Linked DNA regions of Ovis aries: region 1 is linked to region 2. Evidence: chromatin contacts called from public Hi-C data. All regions are on one chromosome and are shown on one strand. The core of a region is the stretch at or near the end of the contact, and the rest is flanking DNA. Distances in the headings are between cores, read along the strand shown. Region 1 has its middle 62 kb from the start of MTDH. Region 2 holds the start of LAPTM4B (lysosomal protein transmembrane 4 beta).

Region 1 (4,001 bases), core at 735-3,234, 64 kb before region 2:
AAAGTCAAACCGAGGCAGGGTTACTTGCTAGTCAACATTGTCTTACATGTTAGCAGTTAAGAAAAATTTTAAATTGGTACAACATCAAAGAAGAAAATCATTTTTTCCTGATTGCATACCTAGAAAACCCAAGAGGTTGTAATAAAAAGCTTATGCGCACCAGAAAGAGGATACACTAAAGTGGCTGATACACAAAAACAGAATATTCTATACTAGAGTAAGTACCTACAAAAGGAAATGGAAAACAAAAAAACTACATCACCACTAAAGCTACCAAATATTTAAATGTGGACAATCTTTCGTCCACATTTTTCTTAAGTTTTAAGTTTTTATTGAATTTGTTAGAGATGTTGCTTCTGTTTTAAGTTTTGTTTTTGTCCATAAGGCACATGGGAACTTAGCTTCCTGACCAGGGTTGAACCTGCTGCACCCCCTCCATTTGAAGGCAGCAGTCTTAACCACTAGACTGCCCTTTCATTTTTTGGCTTCACCCCGTGCTTGCAGGACATTAGTTCTCTGAACATACTCAGGCCCTGGCAATGAAAGCCAAGTGCTAACCACTGGACTGCCAGGGAGTTTCCATAACTACCATATCTAGAACTAAATGTTTCAAAAAAGATACAAGGTCAAATGAAAACTAGTCTTTTTGAAGGTCAGAATAACAATCTAACAAAAGAAAAACTGTCCTCCTTTATTTGGAAAGGAAAAATATCAATATTTCCCAAATATATAAGTTAAATTCAACTCCAGTTAAGACTGCAGCTGCAACAGATTTTTAAGTACCTCAAAGACTGAAAACAATGTGAAAAGAATGAAGTGAGAAAAAGTAGTGGGCGGCTGCAGGAGAGAGCCAGGGGACCCTGCTCATGAATACCAGTTATGAGAATAAACTACCAGGGTTCTCAGCGGTAAAGCCCAGTCTGCTTTAGCTAGTTTATGTTGAAAAAGAATCTGGAAGCACAAGAGGTGTAGATTCCCTTGCCACCAGGGATAGCACCTGGCCTCTTTCAGGGGCTGCTCAACAAAAACAGCCCACCCACCAGCTCCTCTGCGGATGCTCAGGACTGGCTCCTGACGCCACAGGGGCTGCCTCTGCACTGCTGGCGGCCAGCCACAGATGTCCACTACTGGCTCTGCCCAGGCCTTCTCTCCCTCCCTCCTCTCATAGCGTCGGGCGGAGGCACGCTCCCATCCGTGTGTGCCAAGCAGCAAGGGGTACTGGAGAATGAACTTCGGCAATGTGAGGAACGCCAAACATACGAATGTTCAAAATTTACTGAGCACTACACCAGTGCAATTTAATAAGTTATCAGTAAGAGGATAGGTCGGAAGTACAGGATGGGGAATCCAGAAGTACATTCATGGTAATTCTGTTTACAGTTTAGGTGGTGCTTTAGTTTCAGTGGTAAAAGGTTGATTTCTTTAATAGATGGCATGGCACAACAAAGAAAATAAAGCTGGATCGCATCATGCCTTACATATGAAAATAAACCCCAGTTGGATTTCAGACCGAAAAAGATTTTTTTTTAATCTTAAACGACAGTATAGGAAACTACATGTACAGCTCAGCAGTGGAGGAGATACTCTTTTTTTCTTTTTCTTATAAAGGAATTTTTTTTCCAGTTTCATTAGGAGAAATAATTAATGTATATCACGTTATATGGGAAGATGTTCTTAACCAGGAACTGGAAGCCTAAGAGCTATGAAAGAGAAGATACGCATATTCAACTGCACACAATTTTTTTTAAACCTTCAAAATGCTTGATTTTGAAATAATTACAGACTCACAGGAAGTTGCAAAAATAGTCCAGGGCGGTCCTGTGTCCCCTCACCCAATTCCCCCAGTTGCAATCTCTTACAAAAATATGGAACTAGAAAAAAAAAAAAAAACTGTGGAGCAGAGAAATGCAAACAGGGACCAGGTGGCAGGAAATCAAGAATCTCTGTAAACAGCAGGAGGACTTGGGCAAACAAAGAAAAGCAGGAACCTCCAGACTCACAGGAAATCACACATTTTGGATGATAAAGTTCCCTGAAGCAAAGAAAGGTGGGGAAAAGCGGAATCTCCTGCAGCCCAAGGTAACCCTTTGCTCATTATGCTCTTATTACAATAAAATTAGCCTTGCAGATAAGAAGTATCCATCTTGCACTGATTCCATGACACTTTTGATCTAAGCTAAATAAAGGCAAAAATCCATCCTGAAATCGACGCGGCCCTGTGGGGTTCTCAGGCACGGAGGCGCTTTTCTCCACCCCCCCCCATTTCTGGTAGGCAAGACTCCAGCCCCCATGACCTTCCCTGAATTCCAAAGGGCAGATTCCAACAGTTGCTGATCATGGGAGGGGTTAGCCAAGAAACCACCAGAAGCAAGACTAAAGGTCCCAGAGAAGCTCAGCAAGGCTTCCCTGGTGGTTTAGATGGTCAAGAATCTGCCTGCAATGTGGGAGACCTGGGTTCCATCCCTGGGTTGGGAAGATCTCCTGGAGAAAGGAATGGCAACCCACTCCAGTATTCTGGCCTGGAGAGTCCCATGGACAGAGGAGCCTGGCGGGCCACAGCCCATGGGATTGCAAAGAGTCAGCCGTGACTGAGCAACTAACGCACACAAGTTCATCAAGGTTAGGAGACAGGGACTTCCCTGGTGAGCCAGTGGTTGGGTAGGACTCTGCCCTTCCAGTACAAGGGGGCATGGGTTCGGTCTTTGGGAAGTTCTGTATGCCGCTTCTTATTGTGTCTGACTCTTGTAACCTCAAGGACTGTAGCCCACCAGGCTCCTTTCTCTGTGTATGGTGTTGAGCGCAGCAACCCACCCCCACCCCCACCTCAAAAAAAATATTAGAGGACCAACCATTTGAGATGAAGGGAGTGCAATCCTGCTCCCTTGAACCATTGTGATAAAACCTGTCACCAAACTCCCCTGGGTTGGGACACATCATTTTTTGAGGCAGGAGTCTTCGGTGTCCGCCTTTGCCTGGCAACGTAATAGAGCTATCCTTTCCTACTTCACCCAAAACTCTGCCTCTAAGATTTGACTTGGCGCCAGTGTACACAGAGGCTGAGCTTTCCACATCACTCCCCTTGGGAAGATGGAGCCGGGATGAAAACCAGGGAATATGGCCCCCAAACCCCTTGTTCCCCAGTGAATATTCCACCTCTTCATTCGTATGCTCCTCATCACCGGTTTTCCAAAGAAACCCAGGGCAGCAGTTCCTCACCTCTCTGCCTGCGCTCCCTCTGATAAGACTATTCTTGCTTTAATAAATTCTCATTTTACTTTCTTAACCTCCCTGCTTCGTCTCCGAATTCTTTCCAAGACAAGGCAAGAACCTTAAATTCACCAAGAACAGTACAATATGCAAACCAGGAAATAGATTCTGTTGGTGCAATCAACAGATTTTGTTCAGATTTCACCAGCTTTTCCTTCAATATGTAATTTGTGCAGTTTATGCAATTTTATTGCATGTGGATTCATGTAATCACCACCACAATCCAAATACAGAACTGTTCCTGACCACAAAGGAACTCTCTTGTGCTTCCTATTGTCAGGGGGAGCCCACTCACTGAAGCCGCCCTCCCTGGCCAGGCACCATGGTAACCATTTGTGAGAGTGATTTTACAACAGGAGGTCCTGGTAAGGAACACAGAACTAATAAGCCACTACCATCCAGAAGAGTTCGGGAAAGGTCAAAAGGAGACACCACCTCCCAGAATCCTTCTCGCTGGCATCCATCTTGTGCGCCACCAGGAGGGACCCTGAATCCAGAATGATTGGCCAGAGACAACCTGGAAACTCATTCCATCTCCATAAAACCCGAGACTGCAAGCCACGTGGCTAATGAGTCCTCCTGGGTTCCCTCACCTTCCTGCTCTCTGCCCAGATGCCCTTCCCCAATAAAGTCTCTTGCTTTGTTAGCCTGTGTGTCTCCTCGGACAATTCATTTCCAAGTGTTAGGCAAGAGCCCACTTTCAGGCCCTGAAAAGGCTCCCCCATCCTGCAACA
Region 2 (4,189 bases), core at 1,462-3,961:
CTCGTCTGAGATGCTTGCCTTACACAGTGATCAGCAGCTAACGTAGGACAAGGAAGGATTCTTCTGAGGTAAGAGATAGATGGGTTGGACACCTGGTGTTTGTCAAGTGGAGTAAAATTCAAGTTTTTTCTCACCCAGACACTCCACAAACAACTGTTAGTCAGTCAGTCAAGTCCGACTCTTTGCAACCCCGTGGACCCCACAGCCTGCCAGACTCTTCTGTCCTTGTGATTTTCCAGATAAGAATACTGGAGTGGGTTGCCATTTCCTTCTCCGAGAACAAAGCTAGAGGCAAAACCTGAGCTCTGCTAAAGAAAAGAGATAAGGTGCCCAATCCTGAGGTCAAGGAAGACTTCCCTGTCTGCACAAGTGCAGGAGGTCTTCTGGAGGGTCAAAACGGGAGGGAGTCAGTGTGGACATGTGCCCACAGGCCTCTATGGTCCGATCCATCTTAGCAAAACGTTGTGAATGCATCTTGGGGATGGTCCAAGGAGTGGTCAGATGTGAAAAAAGAAACAAGATAATTGACCAAAGGTAAACAATGACCCCCGGCTTCCCAGGTGGTTCAGCGGTAAAGAATCCACCTGCCAGTGCAGGAAACAGAAGAGATGAAGATTCAATCTCTGGCTGGGGAAGATCTTTGGGAGAAGGAAATGGCAACCCACTCTACTATTCTTGCCTGGGAAATCCCATGGACAGAGGAGCCGGGCAGGGTACAGTCTCTGGGGTTACCAAAGAGTTGGACTGAGTTAGTGACTAAACAGCAACAAAACAAAGACCTAGAAAGACTGTCCTATATAAGTGATTTAAATCACCTCTTTACTGGGCCCCTCCTCACTCAGGATGCTTGCATTCCTCTCCAAGTGTGTATCTCTGCCTAGTTTCTGACGTAGTTTGGTCCTCGTCATTCAGGATGGCCACACTCCTCTTTGAGTGTATATTTCTCTCTGGCTTTGGACTTACTGCGCTCCTTCTCATTAGAAAAGATGCCATACCCTTTCTCTCTGGTGTGTATCTCTGCTCTGCTTCTGACTTAACAAATAAACTGCTTTTCTACTATGTGTTCTCCCATACATTGTGCTGGGTCTGTAAACTTTGTACCTGTTTTTATAGTTTTTGCCTCTTTGAAACTTTCTTGCTTTCAAATGTGGGAAGGAGCTAGGGCCACTTTGGTTCTAGCCTCTAGCCCCTGGTGGCCTGGTGGCTAGGTTTCCTGATTTTCATTCAGGCTTCCCAGATTTAGTTCCTGGAGAGGAAACTAAGATCTCTCTTCAGGATCACTCTCTCTCCGAGATCACTTCCAGACCAAACATTAGATGGGAGGAAATAACCGCAAACTGGAATCCTAGGAGTATCTCTTAACTCTCTGCGTTGGGTCTCACAGGTGCTACCAAAAAAAACTGGGTTCACCTCTTGGTGGGTATGGAGCCAAAAGACAGAACCAAAACAAGGATTGTGAGAAGAAAGGATTTATTACTTGCAGCAAGTAAGGAGAACACTGGTGGATATTCCCCAAAACAATGTCTCTCTAAATAGCAAAAGGGATGTTTTCAGCTAAGGTTACATGCGTATTCATGAAGGGGCGTGGGTGATCACAGAGTCCAAACTTGAGTTGATCAAAGTCATGAGGGTCAGCAAAGGTCAACAACATCATCCCTTAGAGCAGTGGTCCCCAACATTTTTGGCACCAAGGACCAGTTTCCTGGAAGACAACTGCTCACCTCCTGCTGTATGGTCCTGTTCCTAATGAGGGGTGGGGGGTGTTGGGGACTCCTGCCTTAGAGGATGGTTGCACACTGGAAGGGGTTTAAATTCTGCAAAACTGTTCAAGAAAGTGCGAGAAAGGTTAATGGTTACCACTGAAACACACCAGGGAATCTTCACACCTGATTTGTTATCTTTGCTATTGTTACTTCTCTTACCCCTTAATAGTTTTTTCTTGAGTCTTTCTTGCTTGTTGAGGCCTGTTCAAGGACAAGCACTGGGGTCAGTCTTAGATCACAAAATGGCTTAGGCCAAAAAAGGCTTCTCTTATTAAAAGAAAGCCATGCCTGTTTCTCTTTTTTTTTCCCCAGGACTCCTTACCTTATCTTCTTACACAGAGACCTTGTGGCAGTACCTGGCTTAATGACTCTTTCTTTAGAGCTGCAGTCACGATTTAAAAACGCTACCTGAAGCACAGCAAGTATAGTACACATTCTATTTTCTTACCACAGTGATTGAGCTGGGAAGCAGAGACAGACTGCTCTGGGCGGCTTCAGCAGCGGTTCAAAGGACTGCAGTTGGCCGGAATAACCCTTACCGTTTCCCTCCCCCAGCCAACCTGCAAGATAACAACGGGAATGGCACCGAACCTACAGAATATCTGCGAGATACAAGTGGAAGAAGAAAAAAAAAACCCACCACCAAAGAGACTGTAAAAGAATCTCGAACCGGTGGTGGAGTTACACGAATGACCAAACGAAAGACGGGAGGCCCGGAACTCCACCGGGGGTAGACTCGGGGACTGCCAGGGGTGAGGACGTTGATCGATTTCTGCTCCCCGGGGCAGGCGGCGCCGGCCGCCGGCTGGAGCCCGCGGTGACGTCACAGGGCCCCGGCGCCCGTCACGTGGTTCGCGGGTGCCCCGACCCGACCCCGCCCCTCTCCCCGCCCCGGCCCCGCCCCCTTTCCCCGCAGCCCTCGGAGCTCAGGGTCCGGCCGAGGTTCCAGTTGCTAGCTCTTTGCGCGGAGAGGCGTGGGGCCCGGGGCCGGTGGGCGGCGGACGGGGGCCAGGAAGAGGGAGCGAGGGTAGCCGGGGAGAGGGGGGCCGGCGACAGCCGCACGGTGCGCAGGACCGACGGCCGAAGCTCTTGCGAACTTGGGCGCAGAGTCGCGCCACTGCGCCCGCGGCCCGAGCGATGAAGATGGTGGCCCCCTGGACGCGGTTCTACTCCAACAGCTGCTGCCTCTGCTGCCATGTCCGCACCGGCACCATCCTGCTCGGCGTCTGGTACCTGGTGAGTGCGACCCGCCTGGGCGAACCCCCCCGCCTCGGGGTGGGGGTAAGGGGCGCGCACCTGCCCGGGAGGAGCGCGGGCGCCCCGGGACCCCGCTTCACTTTTCACACCCCCTTGTGGGTACCGGCTGCGGCCCTCCGGGTTGGGCGAAGCCGGCGTTAATCCTCCTAAAGTTATATTATTAGAAACTTAATTCTCTGGGCGGGCGGCTCCACGATGCGCCCCCCCCCCCCACCCCCCGGCTCAGCCAACCTGTGGCGGGGGCTGAGGTCAGGGCCCAGTGTTTGGGTGGGGATGGTTTCGGGGGGCGGTGCGCGTGGGCTGGAGTCGCTCTGGGAAAGGGGGCGCCCCAAAGCCCTCCGCCGGGAGCCGGCTGGGCCTCCCGGAGCTGCGCGGTTTCCGGCGAAAGCGCGCTTTGGTGGTCAAGCGAACTCCCCGCACCCCAATCCTTGTCTGCGGAGCACGTGCCCGCCTTTCCTTTCTTCTCTGCGTTCGCTGGGCTTTGTGCTTTCGACGGGTCGGGAGAGCCGTCGAGGCGGTGAGCCGGCACCTCTTGCTGCCCGCCCCCTGCACCATCCCACGCGTGCCCGCTCTCCCCGCCCTCAGGTGCCCGCGGATTTGCTGGCTCGTCTTCTGCGTGCCTTCGCATCCCGAGTGGGAATGGCTGGGGGTGGGGGTGCTCTACCCACACGCTTGTTGTAAAGCCCTTACCCTAGGAGGGGCTTGCCTTGTGATTCACTGCGTTTCAGTAGGCCCTGGACAGCCATTTTACACCCACGTACCTCCCCGTAAAACCCCCGATTTGCAGGTGATCCCCAGCTTCTTAGCAGACCCCGAAGGCCCATCTGGTCTGTTAGTTTGTTTCTAGGTTGGAGCTTTTTACTTGTCTGGGAAGCAGTGATTATCAGACGCTAGTGAGGCAACCTGATGGAGTCGTGCCCTGTACCAGCTCCAGGTTGATTGTCACCCCCAACCCCCCACGCCAAGACTGCACCAGCACCGGAGTCGGGTTCCGCTGCATCGTGGTTTCTGTTCGATCATGATGGAGAGTTAAGCCCGAGCCTCTGGGCGCTGAATGCCTCTGCACCAGGAAGAAACTCCTTAGATGTGGTAGTAAGATGGCTTATAGAACTTTTACTGGTGGTACATTCTGATCTTCTTAGTCATCAGAGTGTTTTGGTCGGTTCATA

What was found. Hi-C and Micro-C count contacts between places; a contact is called where the count stands out from the background.
Region 1: a Hi-C map of liver shows a contact between it and region 2, with 2.6 times the contacts expected there. The contact joins the enhancer-like site here to the promoter of LAPTM4B in region 2. A contact is called at or near these places in 2 of 16 Hi-C or Micro-C datasets (liver and retroperitoneal adipose tissue).

The regions. Positions count from the first base shown.
Region 1 is chr9:79,398,189-79,402,189 of ARS-UI_Ramb_v3.0, reverse strand. No RefSeq gene overlaps it. Among named protein-coding and RNA genes, the nearest start is that of MTDH, 62 kb to the left of the region's middle. Within about 2 kb of position 1,984, at least 10 of the 54 cell types and tissues checked have an H3K27ac peak or open chromatin away from gene starts, as enhancers often do. A contact at or near this core is called in liver, where this site is marked.
Region 2 is chr9:79,334,621-79,338,809 of ARS-UI_Ramb_v3.0, reverse strand. LAPTM4B (lysosomal protein transmembrane 4 beta) reads left to right here and starts at 2,711. Exons shown (of 7, transcript XM_027973193.2): 1 at 2,711-2,999. The coding sequence starts at 2,901.